2 separate regions of the Mus musculus genome follow, and region 2 is linked to region 1. Evidence: chromatin contacts called from public HiChIP or PLAC-seq data. All regions are on one chromosome and are shown on one strand. Each heading gives the region's core, a stretch centred on a gene start, on an enhancer-like site or on the middle of the called end of the contact. The rest is flanking DNA. Distances are from core to core; before and after follow the strand shown.

What was found. HiChIP or PLAC-seq counts read pairs in DNA pulled down with a chosen protein or histone mark.
Region 2: a contact with region 1 is called in an H3K4me3 HiChIP or PLAC-seq map of bone marrow-derived macrophages, with 2.9 times the contacts expected there. The contact joins the promoter of Nenf here to the enhancer-like site in region 1. A contact is called at or near these places in 3 of 39 promoter capture datasets (liver, macrophages and pre-B cells), 1 of 484 Hi-C or Micro-C datasets (nephron progenitors), 3 of 115 datasets of contacts at active chromatin or transcription factors (the HPC-7 cell line, bone marrow-derived macrophages and pancreatic cancer cells) and 2 of 9 other capture datasets (adipose tissue and pancreatic islet).

The regions. Positions count from the first base shown.
Region 1 is chr1:191,198,052-191,203,614 of GRCm38.p6, forward strand. No RefSeq gene overlaps it. Among named protein-coding and RNA genes, the nearest start is that of Atf3, 18 kb to the left of the region's middle. Within about 2 kb of position 3,345, at least 61 of the 459 cell types and tissues checked have an H3K27ac peak or open chromatin away from gene starts, as enhancers often do. A contact at or near this core is called in the HPC-7 cell line, adipose tissue and bone marrow-derived macrophages, where this site is marked.
Region 2 is chr1:191,316,104-191,321,666 of GRCm38.p6, forward strand. Nenf (neuron derived neurotrophic factor) reads right to left here and starts at 2,028. Exons shown (of 4, transcript NM_025424.3): 1 at 1,816-2,028. The coding sequence starts at 1,989.

The DNA of each region.
Region 1 (5,563 bases), core at 2,095-4,594:
ATTGCACATGTGTGTAGGGTAGAAAAGTGGAAGTGAAACTGCCCAGGGGAAGAAAGGGGACTGACAGAGAGGACGTAGGGAGAAAAGGGAGGGGATGCAGTGCAGGGACGTGCTCAACCACACTGCTTATATGGATGAAATGTAAAAATATATAACTTGGAAAACACAGATTTAAAAAAGCATCCTTACTCTCCCGCCCCTCCCTGTGCAGTTCCCCTGCTGCCCCGACCACGGGAAGGCACTGTTGACAGCTCAGTGGAAACATGTGAGCAAGGAGAAGCATGAAGTGGGAAGGAAGCTCTCCTTTTTAGTGGTCTGGTGTGGTCCAGGTCCAGGAGTGGCCCATTTTGGGTGCACCGTGGTTTCCAGTTGTAGCCCAATATGAAGGGAATTGTGTCGGCATTCACTGGCTTGCCCTGGACTCACATGCAGGACAAACAGAACCAGCTTATGATAGCTCATGTCCCACTCCCTAAGGATGACATCAAGGTCAGCCAGGAAGGAGAAACGGGGCCAGTTTGGAGCTTCCAAGCAGTCCTTGCAGACTGTAGTGATGTTTTGTTTTGGGCTACAGGAAACAGGATTTTTGTGGGGTTATTTTTCCCTTTGGGGTTCTGCATACCATGGTCTCTCTCTCTCTCCCTCTCTCTCTCTCTCTCTCTCTCTCTCTCTCTCTCTCTCTGTGTGTGTGTGTGTGTCTGTATGTGTGTCTATGTGCATATATGTGTGTGTATGTATGTGTATATGTATATGTGTGTATGTGCATGCATGCACGTGTGTATGTGTGTATATGCATGTATATGTGTGTGCACACGTGTGTATGCATGTACACAAGTGTGTACGTGTATGTATGCATGTGTATGTGAGTGCATGCGTGTGTGTGTGTGTGTGTGTATGTGCGTGTGTGTGTGTGTGTTTATGGAGGTCAGAGAACAAGCTAAGGGAGCTGGTTCTTTTCTACTATGTGGGTCCCTTGGATCTGACTCAGGCTCTCAGGCTTGAGGCAGGCACCCCTACTTGCTCACTTCTCCTGCCAACCTCTTCTTCAGGAATTTTCTAGTAACGAACCCTGGGCTAAAAAAGTAGCTGCAGAAAGGGTCAGACTGTGTGCTGTTCTTCGTAAGGCTTATCTTGAAGTTTTTCAGATGCTAACTCAAGGATGGACGAGTGAGGAAGAGCTCCAAGAGCTCTGACCCGTGAAGGATGAAGGTTGCATGGCTATGGTGCTCAGAACAGGAAGTTTCAGAGAAATAGACTCCTACTCTGAGGTTTATAGTCAGGCTGCCAGGATGCTGGCTTGCTTTTTCCTTCCTCCCTCCCTCTCTCCCTTTCTTCCTTCCTTCTCTTCTACTTTTTTTTTAAAGGTAGCCCAGGCTATCCTTGAATTTCCGAAGTTTCTGGAGTTGATCTTGAATTGCTTACCCTTTTCCTGCCTCCACCACACCCAGTTGTAGGTGACTGTGGAAATGGGAGGCAGGGTTTTGTCACACCAGACAAGCCCCTGACCAACCGAGCTACATCTCCAGTCCTGTTCAGACCACTGTCTTCTGGGATTTTCCCATTGTCAAGACTTCATGGTCTTCCTAGAAGCAAGCTTCTCCATGTGGAAGGGCTCACCTGACTACAGCTTACAAAGGAAGCCACTGAGGCAGGCACCTTTATTGATTCAGACTGAACACTGGTGTCATCACCTCTTTTTCATCCCACATCTGAGTCTCATTGGGTCAGCAAAGGCACCTTCCTTGACTCTGTTTTGCCAAATTAAAGATCATTGTTGTTGTTGTTGCTGTTATTAAAGTCACCCATAGGCTCTTCCCTCCACGTAAGCCTGTGCCTGTGCCTGCCAGTGTCCACAGGGACAATGAGCTGGAGCTGAGGGTTCACTGGAGCTGAGGTTACAGGTGGCTAAGAGGCTCTAGGCATGGGTGCTGGGGTCTGAACTCACTTCTCTCAAAGAACAGCAAGTGTTCCTACTGCTGAGCCATCTCTTCTGCCCCCTGAAATAACCTGTGCACTTTGCTGAATTGATAGCATAGCTTTGAATGCGCATCTTCCACTTTGTACAGCTCTGCTGGCACTTCTGGTTTGCTGCCATCTGCCCATCCATACTTTCTGCATTCATGTGCTATTTTCTATTGTGTTTACTTTGCTTTGAGTCAGACTCTCATTCTGCGGTCAGGCTGGTCTCAAGCTTACTATGTAGCTGAGCATGTCCTCAAACTCACAGGGAGCCTCCTGCCTCAGCCTCTTCGGTACCGGAACTATAAGTGTGTGTCACCATACCCAGCTCAGACTATAATTTAAAACCTTTTATGTAAAAAACCTGCTTAGTGTTACTTTTGTTGTTGTTTTTGAGACAGGGTCCCACTATGCAGCCCTGGCTTGCCTGGAACGGCTGGTTTTGAACTCAAGACGACCCTCCTGTCACTGCCTCCTTAGGTCGGGGATGACATGTGTGCATCGCCAAGCCTGGTACAAGATTAATCTCGACTGGACTTAGAATCACTATCCTAGCAAACCTGGCTCATCCGAGAGAAGTCTCTAGTTAAATAAACTGAAGTGGGCAGGTTCACCTTAACTGTGGGCGGCACCTGTGGGCGGCACCATCCCATATGCTAGGTTCTAGACTAAACATAAAAGGAAGAGAGCTGAGCATGAGCACTCATCCCTCTGCTTCCTGACAGAGGACGCAGTGTGACCGGCCACCTCACGCTTCTGCAGCAGGGGCCTCCCATAAGGGATTAGATCCTTCAAACTGTGAGCCACAATACCAGCCCCCCCCCACACACACACACACCCTAGGTGCTTCCCTCAGGTGTTTATTCACGGCAATGGAGAAGTAGCCTGGGCTCAGTATAATGGTTTGTATATGCTCGGCCCAGGGAATGGCACTATTAGAAGGTGTGGCCCTGCTGGAGTTGGTGTGGCCTTGTTGGAGTAGGTGTGTCACTTAAAGCGTGGCCTTCAAGACTCATCCTAGCTACCTGGAAGTCAGTATTCTGCTAGCAGCCTTCAGATGAAGATGTAGAACTCTCAGCAGTTCCTGTACCATACCTGCCTGGATGCTGCCATGTTCCCGCCTTGATGATCATGGACTGAAACTCTGAGCCTGTAAACCAGCCCCAATTGAATGTCCTTATCAGAGTTGCCTTGGTCATGGTGTCTGTAGAACAGCAGTAAAACTCTGACCATGCCACTCAGTCTTTAGTTGAAGGTGTGGGGGACTTTAGAAGGGAAAGGCTGGATCCTATTTACTGTTGCCTGGCCTCTGCTGTGGTAACCTACTTGTATGTCAGCAGTGTGTCTGAACATCATCTGCGAGCTTCTAAGCACGTGGCTTGGTCACAAGAGGCCTCGTGGATTGCATCATGGAAGCAACCTCAACTTCTGCAAAAGTCTGTCTGCAACTGTGTGCCTGTTGTTTGGAAGCAAAACACTCTGAGGTTTGAGTTCATGTCAAGCTGTCCAAAGTGCGCTTAACTCAGACAACGCTTATGGATACAAATATCCCTTATTTATTTTGTGTTTATCCACAAACACTACTGAACACCAACTACGTGTGCTTTGACTTACAGTATCGCCGTATAATACATCACTCTCCTCAGGTTTTAACTTCCATTGCTTTCTACCTTCAAAATCTCAGTTCTTTTTGTATTTTTTTTTCTTGCAGAGACAGGTCTCATACAGCCTAGGACAAAGTCACTGTGTAGTTGTGGATGGCCTTGAGTCATCAACCTGCCTTCTCTTCTGGTGTGGGGGACCACAACCATGTGCCCCCATACCCAGGGTCTTCCCTCTGTCTGAGACGTAATATTCTTTCTCCTAATTCACTTATTCTACCTTAAGAGAGAAAAAAAAGGCAAAGTGTGTGCCAGTATCAGTGAAAGCACTCATTTGTCACAGACAGAAAAAGCCCCAATATGTTCTGCTCTACCCAGAAGGCTCCTGCCCCGTGGTCTAGCCCCAGGGTCATCACAAAACGACATTATTATGTTTTTCTAAGGGAGCCGAGAAGACGGCAGCAAAATTGGGAATTGGGTCTTCCTCAACAAACCTCTCACCACTGTCAGGAACAAACAACCACTTTTGAAGACTCACCACCCAAATTGCCTAGCTTTTGTCTTGCCGTAAACTCATGAGGAACTTGGTACATGCTTGACGCTTATTTCCCTGTGCCTCAGTTTATGTCTGGCTTAGCATGTACTCTAAGGTGGTTCTAGGCAGGTGAGTCATCCAGAATGACAAACTCACCCTGATATAGTCATTCATATCTTTATTGCACTTTTAAAACTTTGCTTGTGTGTATATGCTGTGTGCATGTATGGCCCGTCCCTGCTGTCTGCCCCCTACTGTCCCAGCACTGGAATTACAGGCAAAGGCCACCACAACCAGGTTGTTATGTGGTTCTTTGGGATCCAAACTCAGGTTCTCGTGTTTGTCCTGTAAGCACTCCACCCACTGAGCCACGTCCCATATTCATTCATTCATTCATTCATTCATTTATTCATTTATTCATTCATTCGCTTCTTAGGCTCGGTTTTCATAGCAATACCTAGTACCTGCCTGAAGTCATAGTCTGGTGTTAAAAATTACTGCTCAACCGGTGTTCAGAGAGAGCTAATGGGAGGTTTGACTGCGTTGAACTTTTGTTTTAATGGTGTGGGCGTGTTTCCAGAGTCCTCCACTCCGGGATGAGCTTCTCCCACCCCTAAGTCTTTTAGAACTTCAGTTTTGTGCATCTCATGGATGTCTTGTCATGTGACAGAAGATGACTCTCAAGACCCTGAGTTTTTTTCTCTAGAGTCAGAGTTAATGGCTATGTCTAAATCAGGTTCTGCAGGAGAATGAGAAACCTCCTCCTGGAGTGTAGGTGTACTGTGGATCTCCTCTCTCCTCCCCGTCTCTCCTCCCCCCTCCTCCTTTCTCCCTCTGCTGGGAATGAGACCAGGGCCTTGTGTATTGTAGGCAAATGCCCTCCCACTAAGCTGTCCTGAGGCCATGGAGAGGCCTGGGGAGATGCTCAGAAGGTAACCACTTTCTGTTCTTCCAGAGGTCCCAGTTCCCAGCACATGGAAGTCTACAGCCTCCTGCAACCCCAGCTCTAAGGAACCGGACTCCTCTCCAGGCCTCCCTGGGCACCTGCACTCATGGAGACACACATGTGCACTAGATGAACAATTTTTTAAAAAATTTAAAAATAAGTCATGAGAAACTTACAGAGTCTTGGTCACAGACTAGGCAAATTTCTTCTAAAAGATGAGGCAACATGTAAGCTGCCACAGAACAGGCAGGGTTAGTATGCACACTCGACATCTTAGCTTAAGGAGGAGGATTGCCATGAAGTCCAGGCCAGCCAGGGCTACAAACCAAGATTTTTTAAAATCTTATTTATTGTTTGTTCTGTATAGCAAGATTGTAAGAACTGCCTGACAGTGTATTAAGTGTCCTGGTGAGGGTGAATTTCAGAAAAACAACAAAGGATTTTTAGGGTAAGTATGTCCCTTGCAGGATTTGCAAGAGAGCTATCTCACTGGCTTAAGATGATACTGTTCACAAGAGCCTC
Region 2 (5,563 bases), core at 778-3,277, 120 kb after region 1:
CTTGCCCCCTCCTCGATCTCTGGTTCTCTTACCCTTGTCCCCCTGTTCCCCCCTCTTCATTCTCTAACCCCCTCTCTCCATGTGGTCATGGCCGGCCTTCTCTTCTCTTCTCTTCTCTTCTCTTCTCTTTCTCTTCTCTTCTCTTATCTTCTCTTCTCTTCTCTTCTCTTCTCTTCTCTCCTCCTCCTCCTCCTCCTCCTCTCTCTCTCTCTCTCTCTCTCTCTCTCTCTCTCTCTCTCTCCTACCCTCTTAACTCCCTCTCCATGCCCTAAATAAACTCTATTCTACACTATACCGTTGTGTTTCCCTCAGGGGGAAGAGATGAAGAGATGCCTCGGCATCAGCATGGGCCCACTGAGGCACCCCCTCCCCCCACACCTCACCACACCCCCATAGAACATATATTAATACCACTTTATCTTTTTATGATGACAACACTCACCATCTCTTTCGCCAACAACAAATGACCAAGATCTGGTCCTCTACCCACTAGAAACCCTGGGTTCTTCCCCAGCCAGTCTGGGTGCCCCGATGCAGAGTGCTCCACATAAACCATACTGCACACCCAGTGTAGGCAGTGAGAAGCCCGCCCGCCCGCATCAGTAAGGCGTGGATTGCCTTGCTAGGCAGAACAACAGGCCAGCTTTGCTAACTGTTCTCCCCATGCGCCTATACCGGGAGTTCCCTCCGCTGTCCGGTAACACCCGTTCACATTCCCGCCATGTTCCTATCCCTGTGTTCTTATGGACCTGTGGGTCAAAAGCAGCAGTTCTTGGGCTGCAGAGATAGCTCAGCAGTTTAGAGCACTGACTGCTCTTCCAGAGGTCATGAGTTCAAATCCCAGCAACCACATGGTGGCTCACGACCATCTGCAATGAGATCTGATGCCCTCTTCTGGAGTGTCTGAGGACAGCTACATTGTACTTGTATATAATAAATAAATAGACGGGAGCAAGCGCGGCCAGAAAAAAAAAAAAAGCAGCGGTCCTCAACCTTCCTAACGCTGCAACTCTAAACAGTTTCACATGCGGTGGTGACCCCCACAACCATAAAATGATTTCCATTGCTACTTCATCATTGTAATTTTGCTACTGTTATGAATCCTAATGTAAGCATCTGTGTTTTCTGACAGTCTTAGGACCCACAGGCTGAGAACCACTGGCCTCAGCTTTCATCCCTAAAGATCTGTTTTGGGAGAGACCCTTGCATATTTGGTCTATGTAAGGTTCGCTAACACCGAAGCTAGGGAGCTCAGGGCACATAGATTCAGCGAAGCAACACGGGTCCTTCCCTCCTGTACCACTGAGCACGTGCCTCAGTTTCCCTATCTGTAAAGGTAGGGGATTAATTCCTGGAATCACTACAATGCCAAGAGACCGGTTCTTCCTAACTGGATTCAGGCTTCCTCCCCATCTAAAGCAGCTACCCATATCGGGTAGTGTTATTTCCTCCTTTGCGTTCATCCCCACCAGCCCAGACACTAAATGGGGTCTGAAGGGTGAGCTTCAGTAGGCCCGGGACACCGGGGCAGGAAAGGAAAGGCTTGGATCATCCTGCCGGCCCCAGACCCCCCTAGCTCAGTGCGCACTCTCAGGCCGGTCACTTTGCACAAACTGTAGGCCGTGTGACCCCAGCTCACCCTCACACTAAAATCTAGAAGGGTCTGAGGTCTGTACTCAGACCCACAGCGACAAGGCGGGGCGGAGGAAGCGCGGGGTGGGGCGTCAGGGCGACGCCCTGCCTCCACCCGGCCTCGCGTGGGTCCCCGCCACCAGTCAGCTCGGGACAGCCGCCGGCCCAGGCCGCGCCGCCTACCTCCTCGCCGCCGTAGCGGGCCAGCTCCTCCTCGGTGAAGAGCCGCACCGGGGGCCCGCGCTCTGCGGGGCGCGGCGTCTGCCCAGCCCAGGCTGAGGGCACTGGGACCAGAGCCAGCGCCAGGACGAGCGCCGCCAGCAGCCGCAGCCGCCACCAGGGCGCGGGGCGCGCCATAGACAGCGAGGAGCAGGCGGGAGGACGGCGGGGCGGGGCGGAGCACAGTCGGCTCCTAGGGAGGGGCCCTGTAAGACAGGACCCAGCCTTATCAATTTGTCCTCTCCTCCTTTCTCTCTGACGCTAAGTCCTACTACATAGCCTGTAATGTTCTTGAACTGGTGGCTATCCTTCTGCCTCAGTCTCCAGAGAATTGGGATTATACACTAGTGGCACCAGGCCCGAGTAACTTGCCCCCCCTTCCTTCCTTCCTTCCTTCCTTCCTTCCTTCCTTCCTTCCTTCCTTCCGTCCTTCCTTCCTTCCTTCCTTCCTTCCTCCCTTCCTCCCTCCCTCCCTTCCTTCTTTCTTCTCTCCATCCCTTTCCCTTACTCCCTTCCTCTCCTCCCTCTCCTTCCCCCATCTTTCATTCCTTCCTTCCCTCACTCTCTTCCTTCCTCTTCCCCATCTGTCTTTCCCTCGTTCCTTTCTTTTCTTTTTTCCTTTCCTTTCCTTTCCTTTCCTTTCCTTTCCTTCCCTTCCCTTCCTCTCCTATCCCTTTCCCTTCCCTTCCATTCCCTTCCTCTCCTATCCCCTTCCCTTCCCCCCCCCCTTCCCTTCCCTTCCCTTCCCTTCCCTTCCCTTCCCTTCCCTTCCCTTCCCTTCCCTTCCCTTCCTTTCCTATCCCCTGTCCTTCCCCTCCCTTCCTTTCCTTCCAGGATTTCGTTCTGTTTTTCAGGCTGGCTATGTCCCAAGGCTGACCTTGCAGGGATCTTCCTAGCCTGGCTCTTTTATAGAATTGTGTTGCAACGAACATGATTATGGCTTTGAAGGCTGTGCCAAACTCACAACACATTATCTGCTTTATACCGAGTCGCAGAATCTCAAGGTTGAAGAGGCCCTTCTAACTCCCAGGGTGAAATATCACAGCCTTCTTGAGGCCTAACACATCTTGACAATATCTCTGGCCTTGAGCACTCTGGCTGCTCCAGCCTCTTCTCGCTCTGCAGGCCTGTGTGTCAGGAAGCCAAAAGATTCTTCCTGCAATTTCTCCTGACCACATGAAATGCGCTGCCTGTTCTCCCAGAGGTCCTGGATTCTACACTTACACGGCAGTTCACAAGCATTTGTAACTCCAGTCCCAGGGGCCCTGACACCCTTTCTGGCCTCTGCAGGCACCAGGTACAAATGTGGTATACAAGCAAAACAGCCATACATATAAGTAAAATTTAAAAAGAATGTAGAAATTATTTTCCAATAATGTTTCCTAGTATTTATTTCTTAGCTGTATCCAACAGGAAAGCAGACTGCTGGCCACACAGGTGACAGAGGCTGAGGCTGAGACCTGTGGCAGAGAAGACCAGCCACAGGGAGGAGGAGGTGTGGCTCACATGTCTGGAGCTATGAAATAAGAGGCTAGAATCTTGGGAGGGAAGCTGGAGTTTGATGGCTGCTGTGGTCTAAGGCAGGGAATGGATGCTCACAGCGGATCCCCTGCTCTCCCTTCCCTTGAGCCTGCCAATCTCAGGCAGCACTTCCCCTTGATGGAATTCAAAGGAAACTCTGCTCTAAAGACTTTCTGATGGCTCATTTTTATTCCCTGGGCTCTGTGAACAGTGTATTAGCACTCAATATACTAATTAGTAACTAATTGCTAATTAGCAATGAACATGCTAATTGATAACTAATTAGTATTAGTAACAAATACATTATTCACAACCAATGATTTACAAGAAGTAATTTAAGGAAATAAAGGTTTATTTTGACTCACAGTTTTGGAGATTCCGTCCCCCAGGGTGGGAAACACCCTGGGATGGGGATAGGCCGTGTGTCCACACCTCAGCAATCAGGAGGCAGAGAGGAAACCACCAGAGTTACTTACTTTTTCTTTCACCATTTCTCTTCATCCCTGGACCCCCACCTGTGCAATGTGCTATCCACATCTGGGACAGGTATTCTCCTGTCTGGAAAGGCCCCACAGACACACATAAAGGCGTGCTGACCAACACTCTTGGGTTCTTCATTCAATCAAGTTGACAATCAAAGTCAACCACCACAAACAGGTAGCGATAGTTTCATATTACCCATAAGGCTACTGGGCACAGGAAGGTTAAATGACCTTACTAAGACAACAGGCCCAGAGCAGAGCAGAGATAGAACCTGATAGGGTATCAGGGTGCCAGGTTATCGATTTCACTAGCTCTTCCTCTGATGTTCCTAGGTAGACTTTGAGTGCAGAAATGGCACAGACAACTGGGCATACAATTTGTGGTTTGAATAAAAGTGTTTCCCATAGGCCCTTAGGGGTGGGATTATTAGGAGATGCGGCCTTGCTGGAGTATGTATGGCTTTATTGGAAGTTCCTGGGGGCAGGTTTCGAGGTTTCGGAATTTCAAGCCAGGCCTAGTTGAAGTAGAAACTTAAGGGTTCTTTGGAAAGTCAGTTGTGTTGGATGGAGTTTTGTTGGGGCAAACACGTGAAGGAGTGTTTTCTGAAGTGGACAGAGGTCTGAAAGGCTAAGATGATCATGAAGGAATGTTTCCCTAAAGCACACATAGGAGAAAGGATGTTCTGTTAAAACAAACAAAAGGACACATGATAAAGGATTCTTTACTAAGGACAAACATATTTTGGTTGACCTTACATTGTGTAGTTGAGCTCCATTTGTTGGGACTCCACAGAGAGAAACACATCAAAAAACTTCTGGTGGTGTGCTGTGGCTTCTTGTTTTCGTGGACTTGGGCTGAGTGACAGTGATGTCAGCTGAGACAGATGCATGTGCTGAGGCGAGACCCGTGGAGGACAAGTGATGTGTGGAGAGAGGATAAAGAGGGTGCGACAGACACCAGGGACTGAGGCTGAGCTTGGCTTGCTTATAGAGCTGCCTGTGTAATGTTTGTTCTCAAGCCCTCACTGATCTTCACTTTGCTGACAAAGGCACAGCCAAGAACTTCTCCTCCTGGTCCCTCCTGTTGACTTGTGCTGAGTCTGAGGCCTGGCTGTCTCTACTAGGTAGTGCCACAGCTGCTGATTGGTGTTTGCTATCCACACTCTATCGAACTAGACTGCTGGTGTATCTGTGAAGTGTTTGAGAGTGGATCTAGCTGATGCTGCTGACCTGTGAACTGACAACACAGATGGGATTTGCTCCAAAAAAACCTTTCTAAACAAGTCCAGTTCCCCTGTATCCTTTCTTTTCCACTACCCCTGGTAGGTGGTAGGTTGAAAGGGAGGTTAAATCGTTTAAGATTAGGTCTGAAAAAAAATTAAAGTTACACCTAGTGGCTCACTCTCTTCCTGCTGCTGATGAATCCAGGTATAGAATTCTCAGCTGCCTCTCCAGCACCATGTCTGCCTGGAGGCTGCCATGCTTCCTGTCATGATGACAATGGACTAAACCTCTGAACTGTAAGCCAGCCCCAATTAAATTCTTTTTTTTTATAAGAGTTGTTGTGGTCACGGCATCTCTTCACAACAGTGGGAACCCCCACTAAGACACAAGCCAGGTCCTCAGAGAGCTGGCAGTGATGTGCTCCCACATATTTGGGAGTGGGGTTAGTTTCCTTGGGCTGCTGAACTGAAGGAGCACAAACCGGA